Linked DNA regions of Mus musculus: region 1 is linked to region 2. A link is a contact called in public HiChIP or PLAC-seq data. All regions are on one chromosome and are shown on one strand. The core of a region is the stretch at or near the end of the contact, and the rest is flanking DNA. Distances in the headings are between cores, read along the strand shown.

Region 1 (2,700 bases), core at 16-2,515, 180 kb after region 2:
AGTATGGAACATGAGGAAGAGGTAGGCCATGCCAGCGAAGAGGTCAGCCGCAGCCAAGTTGCCAAGCAGGTAGTATATGGGCTGGTGGAAGCGTCGGTTGGAGGCGATGGCTGCAATAACCAGCAGATTGGTCAGCAATACCAGCACACTGACTGTCAGCCCCAGGGCCACCACCACCACATCTTTGGGGCGCCAGTGAAGGCTGAGCTCCTTGCCGCTGTTATTATAGAAAAAGCCGATGGTCTCGTTGTAGTAGCACTGGCCCATGATGGCTGCCTGTGGATACAGAAGACAGATCAGTGCAGGTGGCCCCTGATGGAAGGGCACTTGAACAAAGCAGTGGCCAGAGACTAGAATCAAGATTGGGTGAGTGCAACCTACAGGATCAGAGGCCCTCTGTGCAAGAAGTCTGTGCTGAAGGCCAAAGTGACCTTTAAAAAGCAATTTCTATTTATTTACTCATAAAGCAGGGTCTCTCGATGCATCCCAACTGACCTAGAACTTGCTTTGAGACCACACTGGCCTCAAAATCAGAGATCCACTAGCCTCTGCTGAATGCTGGCATAACAATTTAAAACGGTTTTCTGATCGGCTTTTCTTTTCTTTTTTAAATCTTAAGAACCCAGAGCAAATGCATCCACATTGCAATTCAGTGCCACGTGCCACTAATCCGTGACTGGGTTGGACACCTGTGGTTTTCAATGGGCGTGGGTGGGTTGGCTGGGGCAGCACAAAGGCGGAGTGAGCTGCTGGGGTTAGCCTTAAGAAGATCAAACTTGTGCCAGGGTCCTTGCACAGTGCAGAGGCCAGGGGGTGTGTGCACACCAGAGCGAGGTCCGTGGTCAACACCCGGAGGGCAATGCCAAGGCACTGAGGGGACTTAGCGCGAGCAGAGTAGACAGAGACCGCCCAGAAGTTGAGTTACAGGCAGGATTCCGCGCAAGAGCTCTGAAAGCAGTCCATTCCTGGGTGGGACTGAGGGCCAAGAAGGCCTCCAGGACAAAAGAGGGTATTGCAGACAACCCTGGGCTAGGAGAAGGATTGTGGAGAAGAGGGGGCCCCGCCTCGCTTTCTTCGGTGGCCTGCACCCACCCTAAACCGGTTGGTGTTGGTCTTACCTGCACATCCAGTCAAGCGGCAGATGGGGCTGGCTCGCGGTGGGTTGAAGCAGGACTGAGACCCATGGCCGGGCAACCGAGCGGTTGCGCAGCAGCGTCCGGTGTTCCTGGAGCCCCCGGCTGAGGAGGCGGGAGAGGCGGGACCTCAAAGCCACGCCCCCACCTGCCTTAGCTCTTGGCCCTTGGGGGTGTCCCGCCCCCTGGAAAGTCCCACCCCCACGTCGGAAGTGTGATCTCCTGAAACTGTGGTCATTTCACCGCCTCCCCACAGCCCCCTTTTCCCACGTGGGGCACCCTTTCTACTCCCCCCCCCCCCCCCCCCCGCACATCTCACGTGCTTGCCCTTTCGCGCCTTTGGGGCTGAGTCACCTGGCAGTTGAAAAGATCCACAGCGGGGGGGGGGGGGGCTCTGCGGGCGCCCCCCCCCCCGTTTCTGTCCAATCCTTTACCGAGCTGCAAGCCCCGCCCCACTGTTCCGTGGTCAATCTCCCGGCTGGACCCTCGCCCCACTGCTGCCGCACTACCTTGCTTCCCGAAGTCTCGCCCCAGCCTGCCGCTGGCTCGAGCCTGCAGCAGCCTCCTCCCCTGACCTCCCCCGGTTCGCAGCACACAGCCCCATTGTCCCGATTATCTGCACCGAGTTGTATTTGATTGTGTAGAACCGGATCAGGGACACTGAGCTGAGTGACTCATCTTGGGCTCCAGGCCCTACACTAATTGCCAGTAGGTTTCCCAGGGTGTGTTTAGAAGCCTTGGTTCCATCATCTGGCCCTTAATAAAGGGTTAAAGACGCTGCTCTTACTGGTGACTTATTGTCAGCATTCCAGCACAAAGACAAATGTGCAAGAACAGACAAGATTTATCTTATTTTATTTTGTTTTTCTGAAACAGGGTTTCTCTGTGTAGCCCTGGCTGTCCTGGAACTTTCTCTGTACACCTGGCTGGCATAAAACTCAGAGATCCTCCTGCCTCTATCTCCTGAGTGCTAGGATCAAGTAGAGGTGTGTGGCACTACCGCCCAGCGGATTTTTTTTTTTAAATTAAAATTTTCTTTTATTTGTGCATGTGCACAGGTCAGACAATTTGTAGGGATGGGCTCTCTCCTTCCACTAAGTGGCTCTGGGAGGTCCAACAAATGTGAGGCTTTACAGCAAGCACCACTGCGGTCAGCCCTCCTGCCGGCAGCAGGATATGGTTTTATTTGGAGGTTGTAAGAACACAGATTTAGCCAGCACTTGGGAGGCAGAGGATTTGTGGCTCACAAAGGGAGCTCCAGACCAGCCAGAGCTACACAGTGAGACTTAGCTTAAAACAAACAAACAAACAAACAAATTAAAAGGAGACAGGGCTGGGCTGCAGCCACCTGCTAACTTGGGAGTCTGTTACTGCTGCAAGTGTAGTAGGGCCAGGAGCCATTATGACTGAAATAGTCAAGACACCCGTCTCAGAGGTCAGAGACTCGGGTAGTCCCCAAGGATCTACTGATCTGTATTGACCATTGAGTCTTGACCCCGAAACACCTGCACCTGTGTTGCCTAGCTGTTTAAATCTCCTCTGGCAGGGAGATGATGGGACACTTCAA
Region 2 (2,805 bases), core at 184-2,683:
TAAAAATTTAAATCTTTTAAAAAAACTCAGCCAGCAGCTTTGTGTGGTGGCACAGGCCTGTGATCCCATAGGAGGCTGAGACAGACAGGAATATCAGGCAGCTTGAGCTATATATTAAGGCCCTGTCTACAAAATGCTTGGCTGAAAGGGCTCCTGGGCTTAGTCTGGCTTTGCTTCTGTATATTCTAGAAACTCATCTCAATAAAGGCACAGTGTGGTCCACCATAGCTTGTAGATGTCTGCTTGATTTTCTCTAGGGAAGCACAGGGGTGCGAACGACGGCCTGTTGGTGCCATTGCACCTGATCTTTTTCCCTCTAAAAACAATGATTTGCTTCCCTGGGGAAACCAGGACCAAGCCCACAGACCCTCAAAAGGATGCTGCTTTCAGTAGGTCAGTGATTCTAGAGATACACAACACACAAGCTGGGTCAACTCTAATGAATGAAGATGCCTGCAGGGATGCAGGGTGTGGTATTTAGCTCTGTGCAAAGCAACTCAGCCATTTAGAGACTCTTTAGTGACTCTGTATAGCTTTAACCTAACTCCCTTTTCTCTTTCCTTCCTCCCTTCTTGCCTCTTTCTTTTCTTCCCTCCTTCTGTCACCCTCCCTTTCCTTGTAGCCTAGGCTTTCCTGGAATTCCATATGTAGCTAAAGATAACCCTTAAATTCCTAATCCTCCAGCCAGGCGTGGTTGTGCACGCCCTTAATCCCAGCACTCTGGAGGCAGAGGCAGGCAGATTTCTGAGTTCGAGGCCAGCCTGGTCTACAAAGTGAGTTCCAGCTTGGGCTATACAGAGAAACCCTGTCTCGGAAAAAAAAAAAAAAACAAAAATAAAAACTTAATCCTTACGTGACATGCTGCTGTGACAGTGGTGGGTCAGTACACACAGTTCTCCCTTCGTTTCCTCTTTTTTTTTTCCTTTAAAAATAAAGATATATTTAATTTTTATTAACGTGTCTATCTGTGCACATGTGCCTTGCAGGTGACCTTAGAGGACAGAAGGGGGCGTTGGATCCCTTGGAGCTGCACACAGAGGCGACTGTGAGCTGCCATAAGTGGGTATTTGGGTCACACTCAAGAGCAGCAAGTGCCACTAAGCCGTCTTTCCAGAGCCCACTTCCCTTTTCTCTTCCCCTCCCCTTCCTCTGCAAGCCAGGCTATCCTCAGACTCACAGTGATCCTCTTCTGAAGTGCTGCGATTATTACCGCACCTGTTTTTTGTGTTGTTTCTCAAAAGAGGGTCTGTAGCTCAGACTAGCCTTCAATTTACGATCCTTCCTTCAGCAGTCTCCTTTATGCCGGGACAGACCTGGGCCCTCGACCCTGGAGGCTATAACCTTTTTGCTATCTGTCTGTGGCATTACTCAGCGGTCACTCTCAGTGCTGGTGGAACGCTTCCTCTGTGCGAGGGGACTTCTCAGGAGAGCAGCCACAGGTCTCTGGCTGGCAGAGGCCCCGCCTTCCTAACGCCTGTGGGGCTGCCTGGGCCAGCTCCCACTTCCCTATATGGGCGTGAATGTCACTCAGCCTGTTCGTCAAGTTGATTCCCCAGACCCAGGAAGGGCCACGCCTTGGTGAAGAGATGCAATCAGCTTCCACCAGGGAAAGGAAACTCATCCTTCAGTCACATGGCTCTTGCTTCAGTTTTTATTATAAAACTAGGCTGCCCTTGGCTCTGAGGTTCAGGAATTTCACTAGAGTATCTACCTGGAGTCTCTCTTCAAAGAGAGTTCACTTCAGACAAAGAAAAGGGTTAGGATTATTATTTTTTCCTTAGCCCAGGCTGTTCTTGAACTATGAAGATGAGGATGACCTTAGATTTCTGAGTGTCTTGCCTCTATTTCCTAAATTCTGAGCTGACAGGTGTGCACCATCACACCTAGTTTATGTGGGGCCGGGAATGCACACTGTGCACACTGGGCAATCACTATCAACTGAATTGCATTCCCTGTCTAGGTCTCAAAAGTTTTGATTATTTATTTGGATTATTTTACCAGTACAGTAGTAGTTTAGTTGTGTGTGTGTGTGTGGGGGGGGCATATATTGAGCTGGACACTAGCTAATGCACTGCTTATCAATTTTTAAAAAAGATTTATTATTATATGTAAGTACACTGTAGCTGGCTTCAGATGCACCAGAAGAGGGTCAGAACTCATTACGGATGGTTGTGAGCTACCATGTGGTTGCTGGAATTTGAACTCAGGACTTTCAGAAGAGCAGTCAGTGCTCTTAATCACTGAACCATTTCTCTAGGTCCCAGCACCAATTTTTGATTGCTAATGTGAGCATGCTCTCCATGAGACCATAGTGCTTTCTCACCTTTGAGCATGTTGCTGGATTGGAGATTTAAAGTTTTTTATGTGTATAAATGTATGTAAGCACACCACATGCACCAGATCTCCTGGAACTGGAGTTATAGAGGGTTGTGAGTCACCATGTGAGCGCTGGGAATGAAATCTGGTTCTCTGCAAGAGCAATACGTGTTATAATTGTTTTTGGATTTGAGATGTAAATAATACAAGTGTCAGTTAAGATGTAATACTACAGTTGAGCAGTTGATGTAGACCAATAACAGTAGCTGAGTGTACCTGCCTTTCTTTCTTCCTTCCTTTCTTTCCTTCTTTCTTTCTTTCTTTCTTTCTTTCTTTCTTTCTTTCTTTCTTTCTTTCTTTCTTTCTTTCTTCTTTCTTTCTTTCTTTCTTTCTTTCTTTCTTCCTTCCTACCTTCCTTTTTTTTTTTTTTTTTCTTTTTTCGAGACAGGGTTTCTCTTTGTAGCACTGGCTCTCCTGAAACTCACTCTA

What was found. HiChIP or PLAC-seq counts read pairs in DNA pulled down with a chosen protein or histone mark.
Region 1: a contact with region 2 is called in an H3K27ac HiChIP or PLAC-seq map of extraembryonic endoderm stem cells. The contact joins the promoter of Lpar2 here to the enhancer-like site in region 2. A contact is called at or near these places in 6 of 39 promoter capture datasets (the 3T3-L1 cell line, HPC-7-derived erythroid cells, hippocampal neurons and 3 more), 3 of 484 Hi-C or Micro-C datasets (CD8 T cells, effector CD8 T cells and embryonic stem cells), 10 of 115 datasets of contacts at active chromatin or transcription factors (the SCID.adh cell line, effector CD8 T cells, embryonic stem cells and 5 more) and 3 of 9 other capture datasets (adipose tissue, liver and pancreatic islet).

Annotation. Positions count from the first base shown.
Region 1 is chr8:69,821,130-69,823,829 of GRCm38.p6, reverse strand. It overlaps Lpar2 (lysophosphatidic acid receptor 2), which reads right to left and starts at 1,265. Exons shown (of 3, transcript NM_020028.3): 1 at 1,119-1,265; 2 at 1-276. The coding sequence starts at 267. Gmip (Gem-interacting protein) reads right to left here. Exons shown (of 21, transcript NM_198101.1): 21 at 1,960-2,700.
Region 2 is chr8:70,000,054-70,002,858 of GRCm38.p6, reverse strand. No RefSeq gene overlaps it. Among named protein-coding and RNA genes, the nearest start is that of Gatad2a, 27 kb to the right of the region's middle. Within about 2 kb of position 1,433, at least 276 of the 459 cell types and tissues checked have an H3K27ac peak or open chromatin away from gene starts, as enhancers often do. A contact at or near this core is called in CD8 T cells, the SCID.adh cell line, adipose tissue and 9 more, where this site is marked.